2 separate regions of the Sus scrofa genome follow, and region 1 is linked to region 2. The links are chromatin contacts, called in public promoter capture Hi-C maps. All regions are on one chromosome and are shown on one strand. Each heading gives the region's core, a stretch centred on a gene start, on an enhancer-like site or on the middle of the called end of the contact. The rest is flanking DNA. Distances are from core to core; before and after follow the strand shown. Region 1 holds the start of ZHX2 (zinc fingers and homeoboxes protein 2). Region 2 holds the start of DERL1 (derlin 1).

The links. Promoter capture Hi-C pulls out the DNA fragments that hold promoters and counts their contacts.
Region 1: a contact with region 2 is called in a promoter capture Hi-C map of liver, with 2.6 times the contacts expected there. The contact joins the promoter of ZHX2 here to the promoter of DERL1 in region 2. A contact is called at or near these places in 1 of 5 promoter capture datasets (liver), 4 of 47 Hi-C or Micro-C datasets (fetal skeletal muscle, liver and skeletal muscle) and 2 of 2 datasets of contacts at active chromatin or transcription factors (alveolar macrophages and skeletal muscle).

Annotation. Positions count from the first base shown.
Region 1 is chr4:16,549,241-16,555,316 of Sscrofa11.1, forward strand. It overlaps ZHX2 (zinc fingers and homeoboxes protein 2), which reads right to left and starts at 4,619. Exons shown (of 5, transcript XM_021088974.1): 1 at 3,469-4,619.
Region 2 is chr4:16,306,324-16,313,058 of Sscrofa11.1, forward strand. DERL1 (derlin 1) reads left to right here and starts at 4,084. Exons shown (of 8, transcript NM_001244479.1): 1 at 4,084-4,378. The coding sequence starts at 4,226.

The sequences.
Region 1 (6,076 bases), core at 3,369-5,868, 240 kb after region 2:
TGTGAGGGCTGGAGATGCAGCAGCCACCTTCCCACCATGAGAGGATAGACCTGGAGCCAAAGGCCTATCCTTTAAGGGTGACAGAGTAAAACGACAGAGTCTGTGTCCCCACTGGTACCACTGAGGCATCATCCCGCCTACTTTCCAGTTGTCTGACACAAATAATCCCTTATCTGGTTAAGTCACCAGTGGGCAGGATTTCTGTTGTTAACAGCTGAGTGCAATGATATGACACAACTCCAGACATTGTTCCCCCTCAGTCACGGGTCAGTTCCCAGGATACCCCCTCTAAGAAATCCTCCATGGGTCTCTTATAGCATAAGACCTATGTCCTTCATTGTACTTCCACAGTAGGTACTTTTCTCAATTCAAGCACCTATTTAATCCTGCTTGATTTGGCCGGCTGGCCGTTCAACTTCCTAGAGTAAGGGTAAGGGTCTCAGTCCCGCTAACATCTCCAAAGCGCTGGGGGCACGGCTTTGCCTTGAGGTCAGATTGATGCTCTGTCTCCACAGCCAGGGCAACACTGGATCCAAGCTGCATTTGTGACCTACACTGCAGTTTGCGTCAACACTGGATCCTAACCCACGGAGTGAGGCCAGGGATCGAACCCACATTCTCAAAGGGACAACGTCGGGTCCTTAACTCACTGAGCCACGATGGGAACGCCATGAAAACAGTTTAATCCTAAGCACTTGGAATGGTCCCTGGCATATAAAAGTGCTTAATGACTGTAGGCTTTTCTTAGCATGATGAGTATTATAGTTGCAAAATGAACAAATAAATCAGCACATGAATGCTAAATAAATGAATTAAAGAATGAAACCCAGGAAAATTCCTATGAGTCAGACTACTAGACAGTGAGCACTGTTCCTTCTTTTCTGCCTGCACCTGGCCCTCTATGTTGCTAACTATGACGTCCCCTATCTGGGGAGCTGATATACTGGCGTGTTCAAGGCTATGACGTAAGGTTTGACTTCAACCACGGAGTTTGATTTTTGCTGTGCAGCTTTGGGCAAGTTTTTTCACCTCTCCGAGCTTTGGTTTCTTCAACTGTAAACTTGGAATAATAATAGTATTTATCTCATAGGGTTATGATGAGAATTAAATGACAAAACATGTAAAATATACAGCATTGCGCCTGGCGTACTAAAATAGTAGGTGTTAGCAACAGTTACCCAACACTGTCATTAGTCTTTTTGTCTAATGCACGGCATCCCACTGAGTCACGTGGTCCTGATGTTAAGGTGGGGATGCCTCTTGGCTGTTGAGATATACAGTATTTACACTGGGAGATGACTTATCTTGAATGCCAAGAAACCTTTGTGTCATTTTGAGTTTTCCCTTTAAACGGGGATCCGTTAGTATATCCAATTTACGCAAAACCCTTGGCCTCTGAATGTTCCCCTTAAAGGCTGTTAACTTCAAGTGGATCCTTAGTTAACACACCTGGCAAGAAGGTACACATGCACACGAGAACAACATGGAGCAGACCTTTCAAAGGCAACACTCTTCCCACAGATCATGGGTCCAGTCATTGGCAGTGACACATTTCAATCGTACTTGTAGATATCCCTCCTTTGGCCTTAAAAGAAGACATGTATACAGCCTTATGTAACTTTCCTTTGAAACGGAACCCTTTCGGTTAGTCCCATTCAAGCCCTTGATGGCTCCATGAATCTATTTTTACTATTAAACATGCCATTTTACAAGATATTTATTCCACTTGGTTGTCATCCAAATGCTTTTTGACATTACTGCCCTGGGACTGAACTGCTTTAACTCAGTGCCCTCATAAATAGAAAATCACCTTTTGACTGAAATCTTGAAGAGCTCTCAGAACCTCACCCCGGTCACTTCAACAGGCATTAATTTCTGCTCTACCTAAAGGAGCCAGAGTGTGTGCCTGACTGTGTGTGTGTGTTCAGAGAGTAACTGCAGGAGGTCAGAGCAACCCAAGAGATCAAGTGGAGGGGTTCCTGCCCCTCAAATCCTGCCCAACTGGGCCTGCCTCAGCCTTGGGGAGCTGCTACCTTGGAAACAGAAGACAATCATCAGAGAGCAGAAAGGGCAGAACTCCAGGGCCTGAAAAGACTTGGTGATCTCTGGAGCCCAAGATGGGCAGCGACACTTTCAAAGGGGAGGGGTCCAGGGAAGGCTCTTTCCCCACCTTCCTCCTCCCTCACCTCCCAGACAAACAAAAGGCCATCTCGCAAATAGCTGAAGGCAGAGACCCCACTGGCGTCGACGCTGATCCATCAGGTGGAAGCCCGAGCACATCACGACTTGGCTTCCCAGTCAAGTTTTCTCCCCAGCCTAACACACCACCCTCCTCCTCCTCCTCCTCCTCTGCCGCCGCCTCCCGAGCTCCGCACAGCGACGAGGCCAAGCGGACCGTTCCGTGATGCTCACTGGTTTCCAACTTTCCGCTCATCTTCGTCTGCGCAGCCTCCTGCAGAGCGGCTGGGAAAGGGGCAAGTTTGCAAAGGCGAGGACCCCAAGTCCTGGGGAAGCCACAAAGCAGCCGAGACACCAACAAAGATGAACCGCTCGTGGGGCAGACGAAGAGCGCCAGCTGCCCTGCCGGGGGGCGACCGTGGGCTTGGGCGGGCAGAGGCGGGCCGCGGGCGGAGGACAGCGGGGGCCCCGCGGCTCCCCCCGCCCCGCCCCCCAGGCCCTCGCCACGCGGGTTCCCCGGCACCTGAGCGGGGCGTGGGGACAGCGCCGCGCTGCGGCTCGGCCCGCGGCAGGTAGCTCGGCTCCCCGCCCGCGCCGCGCGCCCGCTGCCTGCAGCCACCAGGAGAGGAGAGGCAGCCTCAACCCACGGCGTCATGCTTCCTGCCACCACAGTACGGCGAATCGTCACCGGGAGAGGGGAGAAGAGGGGAGAGCGGGGGAGGGAGGGAGGGGAGCACACACACGCAGCCCCCCGCCTGCCCGAACCCGCGGAGCCGGGGCCACGTCCCGGTGGAGTCCCCGTGGGACCGGCCCCGTTCGCACAAAGCGCCGCAGTTTGGCCAAGAAGGGAGGGAGCCGGCCACGAAATAAATAAATAAAAACAGAGTCGGGTCTACGTAACGCCCTGTCGAAAGCGGACGCCATATTTTTTTGTGGCTTATGTCGACATAGGGAAACGTAGACATGTTTTTCCTCCTCCTCCTCCTCCTCGGTCTGCCTCCCATTTATCCAAACTTGTAATCAAAACTCTTTAAAAAAAAATCTCCCCCCGCCTCTGGATCCTCTGATTTCCTCCCACCCGCAAAAAAGAGCCTGCACCCCACCCCCCCTTCCGCGCCCCCCTTCCAATCACAAACCCGGCCAAGTCCCATTAACAACACATTTTCGGGAGCCGCGGCGGCGGCGGCGGCGGTGGGAAAGTTGGGCTGGAGTGGCCGGTGCCCGGCGTGCGGGGCTCGGGGCCGGCCGCGCCGGGCGGGGGGTGCTCCGCGCCGGGGCGAAGTTTCTTACCTGCGCCGGGGCTGGGAACGCGGGGACCCGGGCTGGGAACGTGGAGACGCGGCACGGGCGTTCCAAAATGGAACTCTGCTGGCTCCCCCCACCCACTCCCCACTCCTCACCGGGCGCCCGGCTCGGGCTCCGTGGGAAAGAGGGGGAAAGCCAGCCTGCCAGACAGACAGACAGAAGAAGCCCCCGTACGGAGAACAGTGGCCAAAATTTTTAAAAGAAAAAAAAAAAAAAGAAGGAAAAAAAAAGGGGAAAAAAATGTCTCGATCAGTGGGGAATCTACGCCAAAACCCACATGATCTGTAACGTCAGCATGCGTATTTGCATACGATACCACCACCCGAGCTGCCACCCGGGCTCGGGTTCCGCAGAAAGTTACAAAGTGAAATTCAGCCCCCTCCGGAGACGCCGGCGAAATGTCATTTTCAGGCGAGAGCTGGGGGGGAGGCCAACCCTAAAGGCGCTGGTTACTAGCCAAGGTTGGGGGGTGGGCAGTAAATTAACTTAAAAGTCTGAGCCCAGTAACGGACTCGGTGGAATTTCTGCGAGGGGAGGAGGGGGAGGCGCGAGCGAGATCATTGAATATTAAGCACGACCCGGCGCGGCGGCCGCGGCCAAACCCTCCTGGTGCAATACCCATTTTCTTTATGAAAAGTTCAAGGTGTCACTGATGAGCTCGACAAACTGTTGATCCTAACCACGTGGAGTGGCCGACGGAGGGACCGCTGGGCGCGGCTGCTCGCTGAGCGGGCGGCACCCGGGACCCCGCGTCCCTCCTGCAGAGCAAACGGCAGCGCGCGGGTGGGGCCGCCGCAAGCCCAGGGCGCTGCCTGCGCTTTCTCCCGCCCTAGGACTCAGGGAAATAATAACAACTTAAAAAAATTTTTTTTTTCTTTTTTAAAGCGAGACACATTTAACTCCTGGAGTAGTAATAAGAGGGCTCGGAGTAGGGAGGGTAAGGAAGAGCCCCCACTTATATAACGACTCGAAATTAGATGACTTTTGCTGAAGAGATTCTGAGATTTCCGCTTGCGCCAGGTCTGAGGTTGGTTAAACATCCTCAAACTTTTTTTCCTAAGAGCCAATAAACAAACAGACGCCCTGGGAGCTGACTTAAACTCTTGTCGGGCCAGCGCTCGCTGGGATTCTCAGACTTCGGAGAAATGCACACCCCTGCGGCGCTGGCAGGGAAGTCCCTCGGAAGCGAGGCGGGTCACTTTCGAAACTGGGACTCTGGCCTTCCCGGCGGGAGGGCATCCCTAACCGCCGCCGCCCCCTGGATCCCCTCGGGCGGCTTAGAGCAAAGGCAGGTCAGAATCTCGCTGCCCTCCGCCCGCGGCCTCGGGAACCGTGAACTCGCGTTTTGGGCGCGGCGCTTCAGCTGCAGTGTTCAGCTAAGGGCTCCAAGGGATTTGGGATTCAGGGGACGCTTTGGCATTTCACAGAACCTGTCTGCGCCGCCTGTCCCTGCCAGGTGGACCAGTTTCTCCTCGGTGGGCATCTCGACGCGTCAGCATCTCCCAAGTGTGTGCTGAGTGCGAGCGCGCACTGGGCGAGCGGGGGCCAAGGGGATGCTGTCTGGGGTCTACTTTTGACATTTTGAGAGCAGCAAGAAGACAAAGGGAGCCTGGGGCTGGGAGGCTCCGCGGAGTCCCCGCCCGCGCTGAGGATTAGCAGGCGCGGAGCGTCGGGGCTTCCCGGCCAGCCTTAGCTTGGGGGGAATTAGAACGAACTCTAGCGGCGGCTTGCGACTCGGCTCTGGGCGCTAGGACAGCAACAGGTGGCCGTGTGCGGCGGAGTGGCTGGAGGCGAGGACGGAGACGGGGTGAAAATGGCTGGCTCCCGGGCTGACTGCGTGGTCAACGCATTGGTTGACCTTTTGGCATTTTCGTTTCTGAGGCTGAGGAGAAGAAAGCAGCTGAAAGGCTTTCTCAGGGTCTCCCTTTAGGGCTCCAATTTCTCCACCAGAACCTGTTCTTTGGGTTCCCAGAAATTTTTACAATAAAAATAAAAATAGCTCATATGCAAAACTTTCTACTGGCTTGCACCTGTTTGTTCCGTTATTGCTGATGCAGGGTTGTTTGTTAACGGTGCAGGAAACCAGGTACTGGCTTTGAAGGAGGTCTCTTTTCCTAATGCTCTCAGATCTGAGAGGCAAACTGCCCAGGTTCTTAAAGGATTTATTAAGAACTTCCTGGGTGACTATGATCCAGATGCTATCGCATCTTTCTCAAACTCATTCCATATCTACTGTCTAACATCCTAATGTGCTTGCTGTCAATATCAGAATTTAGGGATGCTGAGTTTTTTTCCTCTTCCCTCAAGGATGTGCATGAAGAGAGAAAGAAAAAGAAAACAATCCCACCAACTATAATATTTTTATATTGCTTACTCTTGACTCTTCCAGGTCATTCCACTGCTTCCCTACGCCCCCCCCCCATAACTACAGTTCCCTGTTTCCATGGAAGTTACTGAAACCTTAAGAAAGTTGTATCTGTTCTGAGGCTGCACCTCCTTTTGCTGGTCATCCACTTAGAAGGGATTTCTATAAGCCATGTTTCCTCTGTCCCCCCCTCACTACCGTCTTCTTTTGGTTGGGCGAGCGGATAAT
Region 2 (6,735 bases), core at 2,834-5,333:
GTAATAAGGCCTCCAGAAAAACCAATTTACATTTCCACTAACTTTGTATAAGTGAGTTTATTTATTTCATATATATATATATATATATATATATATATATAAATTTTTGGAATATAGTTGACTTAGAACACTGTACTAGTTTCAGGTGTATAGCAAAATGAATCTGTTATAAACATACACATATCCATTCTTTTTCAGATTCTTTTCCCATATAGGTTATTACTCAGTATTGACTAGATTTCCCCGTGCTATACAGTAGGTCCTTGTTACTTATACATTTTGTATACATTAGTGTGCATATGTTAACCCCAACCTCCTAATTTCTCTCTCCCCCCAACATTTCCCCTTTGGTAACCATAAGTTTGGTTTCAAAATCTTTGAGTCTGTTTCTGTTGTAAGAATAAGTTTTTTTGTTTCTGTTTCTGTTGTAAGAATAAGTTTTTTTGTATCATTTTTATTAGATTCTACATATTAGTCATCTCATATGATATTTGTCTTTCTCTGACTTCACTTACTATGGCAATCTCTAGGTCCATCCATGTTCTGTAAATGGCATTCTTTTATTCTTCTTTTATGGCCGAATAATATTCCATTGTGTATATGTACCACATCTTCTTTATCCAATTCTCTGTTGATGGACATTTAGGTTGTTTCCATGTCTTGGCTCTTGTAAGTAGGGCTGCGATAACCATTGAGGGGCAAGGATCTTTTCTTCTTCATGTATTTATTATGCTTGAAATCTATTTGGTCCCTAAATATTATGTATTCTTATTAGACTATAGAATAGTGTCCTTCTATTCTATAGAAACTGCTTTTGTTATTTATTTATTTATTTATTTTTGCCTTTTCTATGGCCGCGCCCACGGCATATGGAGGTTCCCAGGCCAGGGGGTCTAATCAGAGCCGTAGCCATCGGCCTACGCCAGAGCCACAGCAACGTGGGATCCGAGCCACGTCTTCGACCTACACCACAGCTCACAGCAAAGCTGGATCCTTAACCTGCTGAGCAAGGCCAGGGATCGAACCTGCAACCTCATGGTTCCTAGTCGGATTTGTTAACCACTGAGCCACGACGGGAACTCCTGCTTTTGTTAATTAACATCAAGGACAAGGTGCTGAGAAATGTTCTCTAAAACAATAGATTGGCAGAAACTTTGCTGTTTGAAATTATATCATTGTGGATGAAACATCCCATTCTTGCTGAAGGACTTGAGGCATAAGGGTCATTTTGACACAGGATATTAAATCCAGGTACAAAGCTTTAGATAAGTTTTCAGCCCAACATTCCATATTTATCTTAATTTTGAGATTTCCAAAGAAAGAGAACCCTGGGTTTGCTATTCAGCTTAGGATGAAGCATGATATTAATACTTACACACAGCCCTGCTCTGCTTTGAGCATATCAAAACACAGCTTTACTGAAATATTAGCAACACTCAACCCTTCTTTATAATTCAATCATGTCCCTATTCTCTTTTGTTTGGTGAGATGGTTCAGGTTCCTCTGGAGGGCAGTTTGCCTCTCAGTAAGTTAATAAACCTCACCCTGTGGACCTTAGATGTGTTCCTAGGGGTCACTATTGAATGGCCTCAGCAATTTTTAACTGTAGGTTCTTGCATGGTCGGGCCACTCAAGATGACTGTTCTCTTGCTCTCTATACGTCCTCTGCTTGAACTGATTCACCTTCCTACATACTTGCCCCTGCCCCGGCTAGTGACAGTTCTCATCTTTAGATCAGAACATCTCCACCAGAATAGCTTATCAAACAGGTGGTGAGGGGCGTGCCCATCTGGTAGTTTCTCTGGTAAGTGATGAGTCAACTTGACATAAATTCCCCCTAACTGGTAACACCCCCCTCCTCCAGGTAGCAAAGACTGCTGCCATATCCTGCCTGCTGTCTGCCACACATGGTGGGGTGTCACTCCAGGACCTTGGGTCAGACATGTGCGATCCCCCACCCATTAAACCATTGCTGTCGCTGGGCTTTCTTCAGCCTTGGAGCTGGGCAAGAACAGGGCTTGCAGACCTGCAGGGTGCAGCCCAACAGTCCTACTTCTGAAAAAAACAGGAAAAGTCCTACTCCATACCCTTCGATAATTTCTTTTAAAAACAAGATGGAGGTACAATCACTATGGAAAACAATGCGGAGGTTCTTCAGAAAACTAAAAATAGATTCCTGTATGATCCAGCAATCCCATTCCTGGGCATATGTCTTGACAAAACTATAATTCAAAAAGATATATGCATCCCTATGTTCATTGCAGCACTACTGGCAGTAGCTAAGACATGGAAGCATCCTAAATGGCCATCAACAGATGAATGGATTAAGAAGATCTGGTACATATACACAATGGAATACTACTCAGCCATAAAAAAGAATGGAATAATGCCATTTGCAGCAATGTGGATGGACCTAGAGGTTATCATACTAAATGAAGTAAGTCAGAAAGAGAAAGGCAAATACCATACAATATCACTTATATGTAGGATCTAATATAGGGCACAAGTGAACCTATCTACAAAACAGCAACAGACTCACAGACATAGAGAAGAGACTTGCAGTTGCCAAGAAGGAGAAGGGAGGGGGTGGGAAGATCTAGGAGTTTGGGGTTAGTAGATGCAAACTATTACATTTAGAATGGATAAGCAATGAGGTCCTACTGTATAGCACAGGGAAATATAGGCAATCTCTTGGGATAGATCATAATGGAAAATAATATATTAAAAAAGAAGGTAAAAACAAGGTGGATTTTCATCTATCTGTAACTTAAGTCCTACCCAATAAACCAGATTAATAGTCATGATCATTTCTGCTTTCAGTTCCTCCAAAATTCCAAGCCAGTTGGAATTGCTGACTGAAGAAAAACACACAATCTAAGTCGCAAGTTAAGTTTTATTCAAGGAATTTACTGAGGACTATAGCCCCAGACCCAGCCTCTCGGGTAGCTCAGAGGACCTGCTCTGAAGAGGTAAGGGAGGAGTCAGAATATATAGGATTTTTGGCTGAATACAAACAAACCATGTAGTCACGTGTCAAAATATTACAGCTAATCACAAAAATCAGACATCTAAATGATTTTAGCGCTTTTTTGTGTAAGGGAAGATGCAAGATTCTGGCTCATTGAAATTATTACTTAGATATGCATCTTAACTGGGCCAGTATCCTCTTTTTCTCCTTCCTGAATCCCTCTAGGGTGCACCATCCGGGTGGCTGCAGTGGCTGATGACTTGACGGCAGGCAACATTCACTTTACTGGAATGGTGGCTGCAGTGGCTGATGACTTGACGGCAGGCAACATTCACTTTACTGGAATGGAAGGCAGCATTCTTTGTTTACTGAAATGGCCGTCAACATTTTTTTTTTTTTTTTTTTTTTTTTTTTGGTGCACAGAGCGGCTGTTTCCTCTGAATGGAAAACTCCCCATATCTTTGCAGGGGGCTGGGGTGTGCGTGCTCAAAGGTCACTTTCTCCGAGTTCTCTCTGACCAATCCCATCTAAAGCAGATTTCTCTCCCCACACTTCCCCACTCCCACGCAGTCACTCTATCCCCATCTTCCTAATTTATTTGCCTTTTTCTCCTTATCTCTTTAAATTGTTCAATTATTTGTTCATTCACTGTTATTTTTGTTAGTATGTAAGCTCCAGGAGAGAAGGTACCACAACGACTCTGCTAGTTGCAGCACCTCTGGTGTCTAGAACCCTATGTCGCACTTGGTAAGCTCTCAATAAACATTTGCGTAACGAATGAACAAAGAGGAACTACATTGTACTTTGCCTCCTCCTTTCCCTTTGACTACCCTACAAAATGTACCCACCTGGATTATAAATCAGGCAGGAACCCGGTAGAAGGCATTCAGCCTCGCCATTGGCTGGAGTATTTGTCGTTGCTCCCGGCAACCACTGTTTTCCACCAGTCGTGTTGTCGCCCCGCCTGGCCCCGCCCCCAAGCTCCGAACTTCCTTCCAGTGGTAAAAACCTGCTAGCTCTTTAAGCGGCGGGACTTCTGGTTAACGTCGTCTGCGGCCTCCGGAAGGGGAAGTTCGCCGCCGAACGCTCCCTCGCTCGTCCGAATTCGGTGGCGCCACGTCCGCGGGTCTCCGCCTTCTGCACCGGGGCTGGGGCGGCTCCGCCTCGACACCTTCCACTCACCCAGGAGGCCGCGTCGGAGGGGGCCGGGACCGGGAGTCGGACGGCTGTGCACATCCCGGCCACGACGAGGCGAAGATGTCGGACATCGGGGACTGGTTCAGGAGTATCCCGGCTATCACGCGCTATTGGTTCGCCGCCACCGTTGCAGTGCCCTTAGTCGGCAAACTCGGTCTCATCAGCCCGGCCTATTTCTTCCTCTGGCCTGAAGCCTTCCTTTATCGCTTCCAGGTATTGACCGGCGATGGGGGAAGTGGAAACTACAGGCCCCAGGTGGCCCCGCAGCGGCGGAGCGTAGACCCGCCGGTTGCGGACGCGCGGTGTCTGGTGGGATTTGTAGTGCGGCGGCTCCAGGGGTTTAGGGCGGGGTCCTGTGGCCCAGGGATAAGGTGGAGGCAAAGGAGTCTGAGCCTGGGCCTGGATAGCTGGAGGCGTGGAGAGTCCTCGGTTTGGCCCAATGGAAGGGGACCGATTTCGCCATGCTGTTAAGTCTGTGCTCCCCGCCCTCTGTACCCAGAGAAGGCGGCAGTGGGGAAGGTAAGTCTAATACTTGTCAGTCTGTCGGAGGCCAGTGATTAGCAGCCTGGGGCCACCTGGAGTATGGCCCTCTGAGCTCCCTCTGCCACCCACGTGGATGGCATGTGGACCACGGCTTGCCCAACAGCCAGCTGAGTCTTTTGTATGTTGATGGCGTTTCTTCCCTGGCAGGAGTGATTTGAAGACAGAGGTGCGAAGAGTGAGTTTGTTTATTTGTGTGTCTCCTTGGCTCTGGCAGGTAGTAGTTGAATTTATAAAGGACTGAGTAAAGAGTAAATTGCTCCAGAAATGGAAGGCCCTGTTTGTTTTTGTCTTGGTTTTTTCTTAAGCATGAAGGAAACAGCCCAGAGTAACATTCCTGACAAGAGAATATTAGTTTTCTGGAGGTTATCTTTATTCACTGGATTCTGTGATTTAAATCTTTCATCAGACCTGACCTGGAGGCAGGTCAGATACCAAGATCAGAAATTAATTTCAACACATCCTTTGGACTTTGTTTAACACTCTTTTGTCTTTGCAGTCGTCACTGGCCATTTCTTAGTCTCCCTTGCTGGTTCCTTACCTTCCTGACCTTTAAATGTTGTGATGTGCCCCAGGACTCTTCAGAGTCTCCCTAGCTGTAGGTGATCTCATTTAGCTTAATGGCTTTAAATAATTTCTATAAACTGAAGATTCTCAAATACAAATACACCTCTTTGTCCAGAGCTGTCTCACTTCCAAACTTGTACATCCAGCTGTAGACTTGAAATTACCACTGAGATGACTAATAGACAAATCAAACTTCATGAGTGTAAAACAATGCCCTTTTCGCTGAAGTAAATAGCAACTTCAGCATTGCAGGAGCTTAAGCTAATAGTCATGGAGTCATCCTTGACGTCTCAAACATCCCACAGTCTCTTAGCAGATTTACTTCAAGTAAATATTCAGAATACAGTCCTTTTTTGTTCTCCAATGCAAGCCATTGTCATACCAGCCCTGTTCCTTTCAGTCTTTTCTCTACAGAGCTAGAGTGATCCTCTTAGAACATAAATCATGTTCTGTCAGTCCTCTGCCCAGAGGCTCTTTTTTTTTTGGCTGCACCTTAGCCATCTGGAAGTTCCCAGGCCAGGGATTGAACCTGTGCCACAGCTGCGGCAGTGCCAGATCCTTAACAATCTGCTCTGCCCCACGGGAACTTCCTGTCCAGAACCTTTTAATGTTTTCTCAACTCAGCCAGTGAAGCCCAAGTCTTTTCAGTGGCCTGCAAGGCCCCCTGCTGCTTCTCGGACCTCATCTCCTACTGTTCTCCATCTTGTATATATTAGGCTCCACAGTGGAATCCTTGATGTTTCTTCAGCACCTCACTCCATCCCTCCTCAGGGCCTTTGCACATGTTGTTTTCCAGCTTGAGGAAGACAGCTGTGGTTTACAAGCCTTACCTCCTTTAAGTCACCCCAACTGCCACCTTGTTGGCACGGCCTTATCTGATTGCCCTCCATGAAAATGTACCCCTTCTTCACTCTGCCTCCCTTAATTTTTCTTGCTACATAGCACTGCTTGATGTTAGCTCACTTCAGAGAATAAAGCTCCATGAGAGCCACTTGTCTTGTTTATCACTGTCTTTGTTACCTAGAATAGTGTTTGGCATGTAGCAGGTGCTTATATATTGGTTGAATGCCTGGAAATAATTGAGTACTTGCCAGTGCTGGGCACTGGGGGTACAGGAGTGAATAGCACAGGAAAAGTCCCAGCTCCTATGAAGAAAACAAGAGAGAGGCATGTGACGGAGAGCGACTTTGATAGAGTGTTCCAGAAAGGCCTCAGAGAAGCTATGTGAACTGAAACCTGAATGATGAGCTTCGGGTAGACCTGGCTCTGGGGCCAATCTTCCAAGAAGAAGGACTAGAAAGTGAAAGTCTTAGAAGCAAGAATTAGACGGCTGTCAGGATGAGGATTGGTAGATGAAGACAGAGCGATAGCTGGGGTGAGAGCACTAACCTGAAGATGGAAGGTAGGCTGGGGCTGGATTGTATAGGGCTTTGTGAGTTTGAGCTTTATCTTAAAGACTGTCG